2 separate regions of the Mus musculus genome follow, and region 2 is linked to region 1. The links are chromatin contacts, called in public ChIA-PET maps. All regions are on one chromosome and are shown on one strand. The core of a region is the stretch at or near the end of the contact, and the rest is flanking DNA. Distances in the headings are between cores, read along the strand shown.

Region 1 (7,077 bases), core at 494-2,993:
TCACGTGCTGGGATTATAGGTATGTACTGGCCATGTCTAGTTTCTGGGATTCAGGGTACTAAACACAAGGCTTCACACATACTACAGAAGCTTACAACTCCGTAATGTTCCCAGTCCCTAAAGATCTGTCCTCTCACCACTGCAGGCAAGCTTAAGTTTGGCTTCTCTTTCCTGAGGATTCCTACAAGGCTTTTTTGACTTTTTCATCAGCCTAAACGTCACTGTACTAGGTTGGTGTCTTGCATACAATATGCTTAACACTTTGCCAGAATGTTGCACATATATTACTCATTAGCCACTTGCTATTGATATTGGAGAAGATACACATCCATGTGGCCCCATCACTGAGCTTTGTTTTCTACTTCACACAAAAAAGACAAGATACTGCAAATCACTGTTGAGTTGTAACCAAGCATCCCTCTCCAATATAGGTTTCTCTTCCTGATGGATGTAATAGTCATCTCTAGAACCAGAGTCTGGGTTGAGTGACTAGAGCCAACAGTCTTTTCTAATTCTTGGTTCAGTTTCAGCTTAGGGAATGGGCAGACCAGGCAATGACAATTGTGCCTACTTTAGAGCTGCAGCCTAGGGGTGGGACAGACGGACAGACAGTAGCAGCGTGGCCATTACAGTGAGAGGACTGATGAGATCTTTGTGGGGTCTGCTTAGGAGTGGAATCCAATCACCCCACTACAGCTGGACTATGGAATACTGACTTTTGGCAACCTTGTTGGCTGTTCACCATACCTGAATCAGAGTTATACAGGGATCTCCTTAAACTCCCATGTCCTCCCAATTTTCCGTTTCACCGAACCTGGCTGAAATCTTATCAAAAGCTTGAGATAACTGAGCAGTGACAGGAAACATCTATTGTGTAGTGGCAGCAGCACTGTTTTGGGTGAAACTAAGCAGGCCAGGACTGGAGTCAGGAATATTAATATTGTCTGTAGGGTCTACTACAAGCCGTTTCACCTTGATCTTCAAGGTCCCCAAGCCATTTTTTTGGCCTGTATTTGCTGCAGTAGATTATTGGGGGTCCCCTTTAAGAAAAGATTGTGTATATGAGTGCTCTGTTTGCATTTGTGCCTGAATGAGAGAAGAGGATATCAGATTCAATCACAGATAGATGGCTGCAAGCCATGATGTCGTAGCTGGAACTCAGGACCTCTGCAAGAGCAGTCAGTTCTCTGAACTGCTGAGCCATCTCTCCAGACCCTTCATCTGCACTTTTTTGTTTAGTATTTTATTTATTTTTGCGACAAAGTTTCTCAGCCATGGCTGTCCTGGAACTCTAGCTGTAGAGAGAAGGCTGACCTTGAACCCACACAGATCCGCCTGCCTAAGTGCTGGGATTAAAGGCACATCTGCCCTTTTAATGCTGGCAGATCCACCCCACAGCTGTTCCAGAGCCCGAGGACGGAAGGGAGGGCTGAGAACTAAAGACTCCGAACTAAGTCGCGGTGTAACGTCGTGCACGTGGGACTGTGGGAGAAAAGTTGTTCTGTCCCAACCCCCAAAGAAAGGCGCCCTTCTAGAACCCCTTTTGCCAGGCAGGAGTTCCGGTTCGGGCCAGGCCGCGGAGCCAAGTGGGTAACGAGCAGCCCCACCCGTGGGTGCTTCCGGCGTCGGTGCCTGACGCGACACTGACGGACTGGTCGTACGGCCAACGGCGTCGAGACAGCGGTGACGTTCAGCCAATGGGAGGGGGCGGGGCGGGGCGGCCACGATCGTCTCGAGCAGCCGCCCTGACGGGAAGGGCCCGAGAAGAGTCGGCGGCACAAAATGGCGGCGGCGGCGGCCGGGGCTGCGGGGTTGATGGCTCCGGCGTCGGCGGCCTGCTCTTCCGGCTCGGCGGGAGCGGCCCCGGGGTCTCAGGGGGTGCTGATCGGCGACAGGCTCTACTCGGGCGTGCTCATCACCTTGGAAAACTGCCTGCTGCCCGACGACAAGCTCCGCTTCACGCCGTCCATGTCGAGCGGCCTCGACGTCGATACGGAGACGGGACTCCGCGTCGTGGGCTGCGAGCTCATCCAGGCAGCCGGCATCCTGCTCCGCCTGCCGCAGGTAAGGGCCGGGCCGCGAGCTCTGCAGGGGCCGTTCGCCGGCCGAGGGCCGAGGGCCGGGCCTTTGTTGTCGTCCCGGCCCCCGGCCCGGAGCTCACCGGACCCAGGCGACGAGGTCCGAGCCTGTGCGCTCCGCAGCCTTGAAATAACCCGCACCCGCCATCCCTTCCCCTTCCCCTTCCCCCTCCGCCGGAGCCGAAGCCCTTTTACCCCCAAGAAAGCCTCGCGAGACCCAAACCCTTTGGGGGAAATGGAAACTGTCGTGGCTATTTGTCCTGGGGGGAAATCACACAAGACATTGTAGCCGGGACAAGCGTGAGTCCTGCATTCAAACGTGATGGAACCCTCTCTGTCCCTAGGTGGCCATGGCTACAGGGCAGGTGCTGTTCCAGCGGTTCTTTTACACTAAGTCCTTCGTGAAACATTCCATGGAGGTAGGCTTCTTTCTGTTTTCTCGGAGAAATGAATTGGGATGAAACCTGGCCTGTTCTGCCCAGTGCTTAGCTGAATTCTGTCCTGCAAAGTCTACACAGCTCTTTCCCTAGAGGCCTGTCTGTCTCTGTATCTTCTGGTTGTTTCTAATAGTTTTAATGCCTTGGAAGGTTCTCAAGTTGGGGGGAAAAACACCCGTGTCACAATGTACATTTCAGCATGTGTCCATGGCTTGTGTTCACCTGGCTTCCAAAATAGAAGAGGCTCCGAGACGAATCAGGGATGTCATCAATGTATTCCATCGCCTTCGGCATCTGAGAGAGAAAAAGTGAGTCCTTTGCAGAGCTGTCCTAATGTCTGTCATTGTTAATACCAACCTGTGAATTTACAGTAGATTGTTCGCATGTGCCCTAGATGCTGTCTTGGGGCAGTTGGTAGGGGGGTACAATAACCAGGATAGCTGGCTGTCCTAGCCCTGCTGAAACAATTCCTGTATGACCACATCAGCTCACCACCCTATTGTCCTGTTTGTTCCATGGTTCTGCTGAGAACCTCTGAGCACCAGGTCCCTGGTTCTCACCCTCAGCGCTGTTAGTGTCTGAACTGGCCATTCTTTGTTCTAGTGTCATTGTAATATGTCGATCAATATTCCTGGCCTTTCCTTGCCAGAAACCATTTGTAACAGAAATACCCCTAGACAGCTGTCTTTTTTGATATCTGGTCTAGCTGTGTAGCAGTCTTAACCTCTTAGCAATCCCATCTAAATCTTCCTTACGTGTGTGAACCACATTTGTCACCAAGCCTGACAACCTGTATTTAGTTTTGGGATCAACATGGTAGGAGGAGAATTGACTCCAGCAAGTTGTCCTCTGACCTCCATAGGCACAACCCACATACCAAACAAATGTTGTACAAAATTTAAAGAACAAACACACTGGGTTGATTAAATGGTTTAGTTAGTTAAGGAACCTGTTGGCAAGCCTGAGAGCCTGGATTTGATACTGAAGTCCCACGTTGTAGAAGGAGAAGGAGACAACTGACTACAGCAGCCCCCAGCTAAAACATCCACACGGACCAACAGAACCAGAAAACAAATATCCCTAATAGTATAGCAGTGCACCTAGACCTTGTCCCAGACTTTCTGCTCCTTCACAGGAGCCCTTTGGTGTTTGCTTTATTCTGAAACAGTCTTGGCTATGAGCCTCAACAGTCTTTGAGCCTTCTGTAGACCAAGCTGGTCTCACTCATACAGATGGTCTTGTCTCTGGCTCCAGAATGCTGGGCTTAGGGGACTGTACTATCGTGCCCAGCTTAACAAACCCTTTGAGACTTGACCATGTCTCTCTTTTTGTAGTCTATCTGCAGGTTTCTCATTCAAGAGTTCAACTAACTCTTGAAAATATTAGTGTTCGGGGTGAGAGACTGGGAGAGTATGAGGTGGAATAGTTTTTGTGTTGAACATGATTAGACTTCCTTGTCACTGTCCCTTCAACAACATTTCCAGTGTAATAGGTATAAAGTATCCAAATACGATGTGAAGTGTGAAGAGGCTGTGGGGATAGTCCACCACTTTGCGTAAGGTGCTTAAACATTCATGGGTATTAGTATTAGGTGAAAATTGTCATTACCCCAGCACCAGTGTGTACCAAGGGATGACTTTATTGTGCTGTGTTGGTTCTGCAGTTTACAACTCATGAAAAGGGTGATCTTTTTGCCTTGAATTCTGACACAGTGTCATAGCACTGTGCAGAGATCCTCAGACTCTCCACCATATTCAGGAGGTGTGTTGTTACGCTAGAATATTGTTTATGTGTAAAGTCAAGGTGGGGGGCAGGTGGGTAATAAGTGTATGTAGGTTTGAGGACTTCTAAAATTTTGTTACAGGAAATGTCATTTGTAGCTTTCTGGTGCTGTGGTATGTATCGCTTGGAAATAATTGTGGAATCTAAAAGGTTTTGATCAACCCTGGTACAGAGCATATTACTCTTTGCCTTCCCTGCAGGAAGCCCGTGCCTCTGGTGCTTGATCAAGAGTATGTTAACCTAAAGAACCAGATTATAAAGGCAGAGAGACGGGTTCTCAAGGAGTTGGGCTTTTGTGTCCATGTGAAGCACCCTCACAAGGTGGGTTTGGCCTGGCACCTGCAGCCACCCAAGTCACACTTGAGCTGACTTCTACTGTGTGCAGGAGTGAAGGCCTTGAAACGTACTGAACGGTTCCCCCTCTTGGTTTTCTTGTTTATGTCTAGAACTTAAAATTAGTCCTTTATTTATCAACTTTTTATAATTGTTATTTTTAGCAATATAAGAGTGTTTGAAATGGTGTCTTTTAGATTTCAGCTTTCAAAATCAGTGGTAAAATTTGAAGTGTAATTCATAAACATACATTTTTCTTGCCTGGTTTGGAAGTTTTCAGCTTCATTTCAAGTAGGAAGCCAGCCTTCACTACATGAGACCTCATCTCAAAAATATACAGGGCTCAGCCTTGAGTGGTTTAATCCTAGCACTTGGGAGGTTGAGGCAGGAAGCTCTTCTGAGTTCAAGGCCAGCCTGGACTACATGGTGAGTTCCAGGGCCAACAAGGCTAGGTAGTGGAACTCTGTCTCAGATAGATTAGATAGATAGATTAAAAACAGAGCAACACTGGGCCATGGTGGCGCACACCTTTAATCCCAGCACTCGGGAGGCAGAGGCAGGCGGATTTCTGAGTTCGAGGCCAGCCTGGTCTACAGAGTGAGTGCCAGGACAGCCAGGGCTACACAGAGAAACCCTGTCTCAAAAGAACAACAACAACAACAAAAAAAAACCCTGTCTCGAAAAACCAAAAGATAAAAACAAACAAAAAAAAAAACCAATTGTTTTTAAGCCTACTTTTTTTGTCTCTCTCCTTCCTTCCTTCCTTCCTTCCTTCTTTCCTTCCTTCCTTCCTTCCTTTTTTCTTTCTTTTCCTTTCCCTTCCCTTTCTTTCTTTCTTTCTTTCTTTCTTTCTTTCTTTCTTTCTTTCTTTCTTTCTTTCTTTCTTTCTTTCTTTCTCTTTTTCTCTTTCTTTTTCTCTTTCTTTTTCTCTTTCTTTTTCTTTTTCCTTAGATTTATTTACAAATTTTAAGTATATGGATACTCTTCATGCCCACCAGAATAGGGAATCGTATCCCATGGTTGTGAGCTATGGTGTGGTTGCTGGGAATAAAACTCAGGACCTCTGGAATTGCTGATACTTGCTCTTAACCATTGAGTCATCTCTAGCTCCATCTACATTTTTCTTAACAGTAAAAATTTTAAGTGCATGTGTGTGGAAGTACATTTTGGAGTCCAGAGGAAAACTTCCAGGGATACTTGCTCCTGAGACGGCTGCTCTCGTTGGCCTGGACCTCACCAATTAGGTTAGACTGGCTGGCCAATGAGCCCCTCTACTTCCCCAGTTGTGGGATTAAAAATGTGAGTCACTTGGGGCTGGAGAGATGGCTCAGCTGTGAAGAGGACTGGCTGCTCTTTCAGTGGATCGGGGTTCAGTTTCCAGCACCCACATGACAGCTCACAGCTGTCTGCAACTCCAATGCCAGGGAACCTCACATTAGCACAGGCAAAACACCAATGCGCATAAAATAACAATAAATTAAAAAACAACCACAGTGAGTCACTGCTAGGTTTTGTGATACTCAACTTTAATCCCAGCACTTGGAAGGCAGAAGCAGGTGGATCACTGTGAGTTTGAGGCTAGCCTTGTCTACAAAGCAAGTCTAGGCCAGCCAGGGCTCTGTTACACAGAGACATCATATCTTAAAAAAACCAAATCAAAACAAAAAAAGTGTGAGCTGCCACATCCAGCATCTTAATATGGATTCTGGGAATTTTAATATGAGGCAGGCACTTTACTGACTTGACTGAGCCCCTAAGAACTTAGTCCAGTCGCTTGACTCTTACTTTAGTAATGGCTTTGATATGTTCTGTGGTAGAACAGGAAGAATTCTGAATTCTTTTATCTTAAAATAAACCGAAAAAGTCTAAGCACATGCTGAGCCCAAGTGAGTTTATTGTACTATTTCATGGGTGTCTCATCTAGTTTAGCTAAACGAAAAACTTCTTTAAAACTTCAGGCATAGCTGGGTGAGGTGGTACACATATTTAATCCTAGTACTTTGGTGGCAAAAGGAAAGTAGATCTGAGTTTGAAGCCAACCTGGTCTCCATTTTGAACTCTAGGCCAGCCAGACCCTGCCTCAACAGAGCAACCCCAGCAAACGTTCATGATTACTTCTGTAGCCTTGCCATCTTTTCTTGCATATTTGAGTTTCTGTGATTAAATTCTTGTAAATTGTCCACTAAATATTTTACATGCTTTTCTTAATTTGTTGAATGCTATTTTCATATTTTATACAACTTGACTACTGGGGTATAGGGCAGGCTAATCTCATTGGTGGAAAAGGTGTTGTCAACAAGAATGAAAATGAGCCACGTGGGGAACAAGGCCTTCAATGCCATGGGGTGTGGCTTAGTTTTCACTTGGTTGCACTTTGCCCAACTATAAAAGCAGGTAGCGAGCACATCACAAAAGTTGAGCTGTCTGCCGGATGTCACCAGGAACTC
Region 2 (7,038 bases), core at 1,682-4,181, 180 kb after region 1:
TATTTCCTTAAGAGAGACTCTAGGAAGCCTCAACACAGGTTTGGATCTCTGAAACTTTGCTGAGACACCAGGAATCTGAAGGTCTTTGTGGAAGCTTGTATGGAACATAGTTTAAAAACCATGTTGTGTAACTCAAAGGCCTTCTTGTGTGATTTGAAATAATGCTCGAGTTTGCCACTAGGCAGCTTTGACAAGAGCTACACCTCAGAAGCAAATCCACTGGCAGCCCACCCTGCAGTCCAGAATAGGCCTTGATATGCTAATGAACTAACCTTAAGGTGGCACTGATATGGCCGTGAACCCAAGGAAATGAGAACCCTGGGGATGGCCTGTCAATCGATCATACTGTCAATGTTCCTGTGACAAGGCTTCCATACCCTCCCATGTTGATACCTAAGGGACTTGAGACTCTCTTGGTGGCCCTGGCCTCAGTCACCCCGGAACTTCAGGTGCTGTTACTCCGCCCACTTAAGCCCGCCATTGACTGGCCACATGCTTACACTCTCAAGGACCTCCTTGGAGTCGGCCACAATTGATAACTGAAGGCCTTGACGGTGGGTGGTGGCTGAGAAGTATTCTGAAATGTATTCCCAGAGATCACACGGTGGAACCTGCTTGGTGAGACAGCTGCTTAACTTTTATATTAGCCCGATACTGTAAAGACTGTTGGTGTGAATAAACCACTTTGAAAGACAAACTTTGTGTGGACATTCTGATCCCAAGTGCCTTACAGTCCATACGCTCACACACCCTGAAAAGCTTTAAAAGTCATGTCTGTTCAGAAACAAACACACACACAAAAAGACTGATTTATGTGTAAACCTGAAAGAGAAATGGATAGTTTAAATATTCTTCTATGCTTTAAACACACCCAGAAGTGGGGTTGGCCACTTAGGCTGTTGACAGATTAATCCACAGATACAAAATCTGACACAAGTATTTTCCTTTAGTTAAAAATAAATTAAGACGTGCACTCCCAACTTAAAAAAATTTAAGGGTTTCTCTGCATAGTCCTGGCTATCCTGGACTCACTCTGTAGACCAGGCTGGCCTTGAACCCAGAGATTTGCCTGCCTCTGTAAATTCTTATCTATGCAAGCATACAATATTTATAAATAGGTCTAAGCAAACTGCATTATATTTATCAACCTCTATCCACTGAGACAAAAATTCTAACCTAGTTGACTTGAAAATCAAGTCAAACCTCATACTTGTCCATGACAAAAGATAAAAAACGGGAGACACAACAGAATGGAACTCTGTCTGAACAATACAAAGACAACTTTGACAAGTAACATTTTGAGATGAATTCAACACAGTCTGCAGGTGAGGCTGTGCAGAACAATCAAGATGGGCAGTGAGCTGCAGAGTTTGCAGAATGAGGGCACTCTAAACTCATCAAGTGAGGAGGCCCTTCCCTCACACTCCAGATGGCTGATAGGTGGCATTACATGGTCAGTGTGTGTGCATGTGTGTGTGTGTGTGCGCGCGCGTGCGCGCGCACGCGCTCAGATGCAATCTCCACATTCATAACCAGATGTCCTTGGGTAGGCCTTACACCAGACCACTAATGGCACCCTCAGTGGACTAGACATTGTTAGCTGTCTCTGGCCATCAGTCCCAAGGTCTCAACAGCAATTGGATAAACCAAGCTCAGCCCAGATCATTTATCAGATTGTTCAGGATGCTTGGCCTGTGTCAGGAGAGACCCCGGCACCTGCAGTGACATCAGGGAACGCCCTCCTTGCGCTGGCAGCACTGGGAGGGTGGAGCTGACCAGTCATAGACATAGGAAAGGCGCAACTGCACCTCATGCTTGCACAACCGGCCCTCATGCAGCAACATCTGTTGCTTCTCCAACATGTCCTCTGGGCTTTGCTTGTGTGTCACCAGATACTGATTGTTGCAGCCTCGAGATTTGTACTCCGTGTCGAAGCGTGGGTCGTGCTCCCGTTGCACATCCACTGGTGCCAGCCAGGTGCCCAGCGATACGTCTTCACTGTGCCACGCGCGCAGGTACTCGCGGCTGAGGCGCAGGTAATGCACCAGGTCCGCAGAAAGGACATAGCCACCGCCCAACGCGTAGGGCAGGTAGTAGTCGCAGAGTTGCCAGGCTGCTTCTCGCCAGCGACCTCCCGGCTTGACGCGCCCGCGCCCGGAAAAGAAGCCCCAGTAGAGGCGCCGGCGGCGTGCGGGCTCCCGTGCGCGTAGGTCCACCAGGATAGCGTCCAGGCGCGCAAAGGAGTCGTCGTCCGCCTTGAGCACGAACTCGAAGTCCACGCGCTCATCCAGCCAGGTCAGCATGGCCAGGACCTTGGCCGTGAGGTTCTCGTAGGCGTCGCGCAGGGCGGGCAGCAGCAGCAGGTCCCCGTGCTGCGCCTGCTCGAGCTCAAGAGCGCGCCGCTCCTCCGAGCCTAAGCCGCCAGTGCCCACGGCGAAGCGCGCCCACACGTCCTCGGGTCCGCCACGCCTCTCCGGTGCCAGCCACGTGCTGCGCACTGCGGTGCGGCGCTCGACCGCGCGGGGCGCACTGGCCACCAGCACCGCCAGGAAGGCCTTAGCGCGGGGCCGAGCGGCTCCGGAAGCGGAGGGCGTCTCGCCCTCGGAAGCGCAGCGCGCCAGGTACAACAGAGTGGTGCCGCAGAACGCCAGGCCGCCTAGGCCCAGCGCCACCCGGTGCCGCCAAGCGCGCCGGAATACCTTCATGCTGCGGGCGAGAGGCCGCCGAGGAGCGCAGGCGCGGACGCTGGAAGGCGCCTGCGCGACTCGGACGCTGGAAGGCGCCTGCGCGACTCGGAGGCTGGAAGGCGCCTGCGCGACTCGGAGGCTGGAAGGCGCCTGCGCGACTCGGAGACTGGAAGGCGCCTGCGCGACTCGACTCGGAGACTGGAAGGCGCCTGCGCGACTCGACTCGGAGACTGGAAGGCGCCTGCGCGACTCGGAGACTGGAAGGCTCGGAGGCTGGAAGGCGCCTGCGCGACTCGGACGCTGGAAGGCGCCTGCGCGACTCGGACGCTGGAAGGCGCCTGCGCGACTCGACTCGGACGCTGGAAGGCGCCTGCGCGACTCGGAGACTGGCGCGGCCGGTTAGGCCTGGTAACGTGGGAGGAGCCCCGAGGCGCACCGTGGCTGGGGGTTTCGACTCCCCGGAGCTGATATCCAGGGCGGCTTTGAAGGATAGGGCTGGGCCCAGAATGATTGACACGTGACCCCGCGCGCCATTCCTATTGGTTGCTTCGCAGAGGCTGCTTCCGCCCATAAGAAAGATGGCGGCTTCGAGATTCGTACCGGAGGCCGGGTGTTTTTTTCCCCACCGTTCCCGGTTGTCTTATTCGCCCCTTCCCGGAAGAAAGATGGCGGCGGCCTGAGCCGAGTTCTGCGTAAGACTTGGCGGGCGCCCAGACCCGGCGCATCAGAAGCCGGGGTGAGTGAGGGGTCCCTGCAGTCGCCGTGCGAGGGGCGGGCTTGGGAGGCCATTCGGGTAGCGTTCGAATCGCGCCAGGTCTGAGCCGGCTCGACCCCGCGGGCCGCCCTCTTCCTCGGCTGCTGCTTCCGGAACTCACTGCCGCGGGGGATCTGAGGCTCGGGGCTCTGTTACCGGCTGGCGTTGTGACCTCAACTTGTGGTCCAGCAGCATCTCTGCCTCGGTTTCCCCTTTGGTAAAACGTGCGCCATGAGTTCTAGTAGTGTGAGCTGGAAATGGAAGGCCTGGGTAAAACCTTCCTGCCCAGCCCGGGTTGGTGGGCGTTCTTCTCCGGTACTGTTCGGCGTAGTTCTTAAACCGACATTGCTTTTACTTACTGTTGTTGTTGTTGACGTTTTTCGAGACGAGCGAGCTTTCTCCGTGTAGCTCGGGCTGTGCTGGAGCTCACTCTGTAGACCAGAGTGGCTGCACTGGAACTCAGAGATCGCCTGCCTTTGCCTCCTTAGTGCTAGAATTAAAGGCTTTTTCTTTTCTTTTACTTAACTTTTTTTTTTTTCTTCCTGCCAGGCTTTATTTCTTTACATTCCTATTTTTGTGTTGCTGGAGGAGATCGAATCCAGCACCGTAAATGCTGGGCAAAGGCTCTACTACTGGGCTAAATCATCAGTCCACTACCAGCTTTTGGGCTGTTTTACACTGTTGGTTTTTAGACTTTGGTGGTCTTTTTTTTTTTCCCTTTCCTCTTTTGTTGTTGTTAGCGATAGGTTCCAGACAGGGTTTCATGTAGCCTGCCTGAACTTACTATGTAGCTGAGGCTGGCCTTGAACTATTGAGTCTACTGCCTGTAACTCGAAGCAAGCCTAGTCAGTCTGCTTGGCAAGTTCCTGGCCAACCAAGGCTTCATTGTGAGACCCTGTCTCAAAACAAAACAAAAAAGCAAAAGAAACAAAATATATAGTTTGATTTCATCAGAATTATAATGTAAGGATGGCAAAGAAGTACAGATATTCCCCCAGCCACCCTGTGTATTCCTGAAACCTAGGTGGAACTAAGTCCTGAGTAGACTGTTATAGGTACAGCAAATTTTAATTTAGAAATTAGGCCCAGGTAGAGATTAACAAATGATCATAAAACAGTTGTGACTTTGACAAATAGAATGCCATCTGACTTCGATTGATGGCAAATCAAGGGGTATCATTGTCACCTCCACTACAGGTGTCACTAGCATTCCTTTTTACTACTGGTTGGAAACTGATATGTGTAGAAGCTATGACAAGATGAAACTCCTGAGTTTCATGCCTGTTTTCTTCTCCTTGTATTCTTACACCCGTCTCCTCATCATTCCGGGGCAAATCCTTGAGCATTTCCCAGAATTCTCTCTACCCCTGCCAGATGTCCCACCTCCTATTCTCTGCCTTAGCTCATTAACCATAGGCTTTTTTATTGACAGGTGATGCTTATAATAGATTCTCTACAGCAAAGGTCAGATGCCTTAACCAAGGTCACAGAGCTCTGTGGTCAAGCTGGGGTCTGGAGAATGAGTGACCGCAGCCGTCCAATACACACTGGAATAGTGATTAGGGAGGAATGGAGTCAGGTTTACGTTGTTGTGTTGTTGGTGTGTGGGGTTAGGGTACAGGAAGTGCTGCAACTTTAGCCTGGCCAAGTACATTTCTCCAGTTTCTTTTTTAAAAAGTAAAAACATCATTTGTTGTTTTCCTTTTTCACTTTTTCTTCTTCATTCCCCCCCCCCCCCCCCCCCCGGTAGTGCTGGGATCAGCCCTAGGACTTGAGCACACCAGACAAGTGTTTCACCCCTGCCTGAGCTATATATATATAATATATATATATATATATCCCTAGCCCCTTGTGTGTGGATCTTGTTTGGAGATAGGATCTTACTGTTTATCCATGGCTGGCTTGGAGCTCACAGTGTGGACCAGACTGGCCTTGAACTCAGAGATCCACCCATGTCCACCTCCTGTGTGCTGGGATTAAAGTTGAATGTCACCATATCCTGCTGGAATATATGGTTGGTCCTGATTATTAAATCATGTTATGAAATAAATATATTTAGTGAAGCATTTGCTTCCACTTAACTGTGGTGGTCTGTCTTTTTTTTTTTTTTTTTTTTTTTTCTCTCCCTGAGACAATACTTCTCTGTGTAGCCCTGGTTATCACCCAAGTGCTGGGATTAAAGGTTGATAGTGAGAATTTGGAATTTTGGTTGCTTTAAAAATCACAAATATTATAAGGGTGTGCTTCCATTTTAATCCCAGGCATAAAGATGTGGGGCTGCTCTGGACTCTCCATGGCAGCTGACTGTGATTTGCCTTGCGCTGTAGCAGAGGCGTGGTTTTGCCAGCTATAGAAAATGTTCTGCGATTGATTGACATTTGGAATTCTGGGAACTTTTCAGAGGATATATAAATGCTAGGGCACCTAGAGGTGTGATTGGTGGGTGTTCAGGGAGGTTGGTTATGGTTTGCTAGTAGTCATTCTCAAAGAAGAAACAAGAGAAAAAAATTAGATGCAGAGATCTCTCTTTCTCCCCCCTCTATCCTTCTTCTCTCCTATCTAGTGATAGGGGATGAAACCAGAGACAGATAAAGGATGGGAAAAAGAAGAACCCACAAAGTAGCAAAGACTGGCTACAAAGGAATGTGCCATCACCCCTGGCCTGGTCTGTCTGTCTTTGTAGACTGTCAGGTTGTGGAGCCAGCCATCAGCCTTCAGCTTTCCTGGCAGTGCTAGTAACCCAGAGACTTTGTAGTATCCAGGGCTCTAGTTTGAGCTGTGATTTCCCTTTCTTCCTTGCTACCTCTTACTCCAGCTCTCGGTTCACACCTTGCAGGAGTCCCATGGTCTGGCTGGTGGCAATGACGCCCAGGCAGAGTTCCCTCTGTGGTCTAGCTGCTCATGGCCTCTGGTTCTTGGGCCTTGTCCTTCTGATGGATGCAACCGCTAGACCTGCCAACCACTCATCTACTCGGGAAAGAGCGGCTAACAGGGAGGAAAATGAGATCATGCCCCCAGACCACCTGAATGGGGTGAAGCTGGAGATGGATGGACACCTCAACAAGGACTTCCATCAGGAGGTTTTCCTGGGAAAGGACATGGATGGGTTTGATGAAGACTCAGAGCCACGGAGAAGCCGGAGGAAGCTGATGGTCATCTTTTCCAAGTAAGTGTCTCCTGTGTCCTCTGCAAATGCATGCTAAGGCATCCAGAACACAGATATTTACATTGCGATTCATAACGTAGCAAATTTACAGTTATGAAGTAGCAATGAAAAGAATGTTACGGTTGGGGGTCACCACAACATGAGGAACTCTGTATTAAAGGGTTACAGCACTAGGAAGGGTGAATTTGAAAGGACTTGGAGGGCCTAAGCTGGGCTGCTTAGCTATGCCTCCGCCATCATAGCCAGGAAGGCCTCAAGGTAGACTTCTGCCCCTGCCCCACCTCTTAAGGACTTTGTGTATGGCTGTTCCAACTATAGACTTTATCAGTTGAAAAGCATAAAGCCAGGCCAAGTGGAAAGGAAAGTAAGTGGTCCTAGCATGTTATAATTTCAGATAGAGAAGGGCTGGCCCAGGGCTGCCTAGGAAAAGA

The links. ChIA-PET counts read pairs in DNA pulled down with a chosen protein or histone mark.
Region 2: a contact with region 1 is called in an RNA polymerase II ChIA-PET map of effector CD8 T cells, with 74 read pairs. The contact joins the promoter of Sdf4 here to the promoter of Ccnl2 in region 1. A contact is called at or near these places in 8 of 39 promoter capture datasets (the 3T3-L1 cell line, the HPC-7 cell line, embryonic stem cells and 4 more), 3 of 484 Hi-C or Micro-C datasets (embryonic stem cells and neutrophils), 6 of 115 datasets of contacts at active chromatin or transcription factors (the 230-238 cell line, bone marrow-derived macrophages, effector CD8 T cells and 2 more) and 3 of 9 other capture datasets (adipose tissue, liver and pancreatic islet).

The regions. Positions count from the first base shown.
Region 1 is chr4:155,810,746-155,817,822 of GRCm38.p6, forward strand. Ccnl2 (cyclin L2) reads left to right here and starts at 1,744. Exons shown (of 11, transcript NM_207678.1): 1 at 1,744-2,064; 2 at 2,423-2,497; 3 at 2,714-2,823; 4 at 4,498-4,618. The coding sequence starts at 1,783.
Region 2 is chr4:155,989,912-155,996,949 of GRCm38.p6, forward strand. It overlaps Sdf4 (stromal cell derived factor 4), which reads left to right and starts at 2,932. Exons shown (of 7, transcript NM_011341.5): 1 at 2,932-3,423; 2 at 6,278-6,607. The coding sequence starts at 6,285. B3galt6 (UDP-Gal:betaGal beta 1,3-galactosyltransferase, polypeptide 6) reads right to left here and starts at 2,767. Exons shown (of 1, transcript NM_080445.4): 1 at 1-2,767. The coding sequence starts at 2,705. The coding sequence ends at 1,728.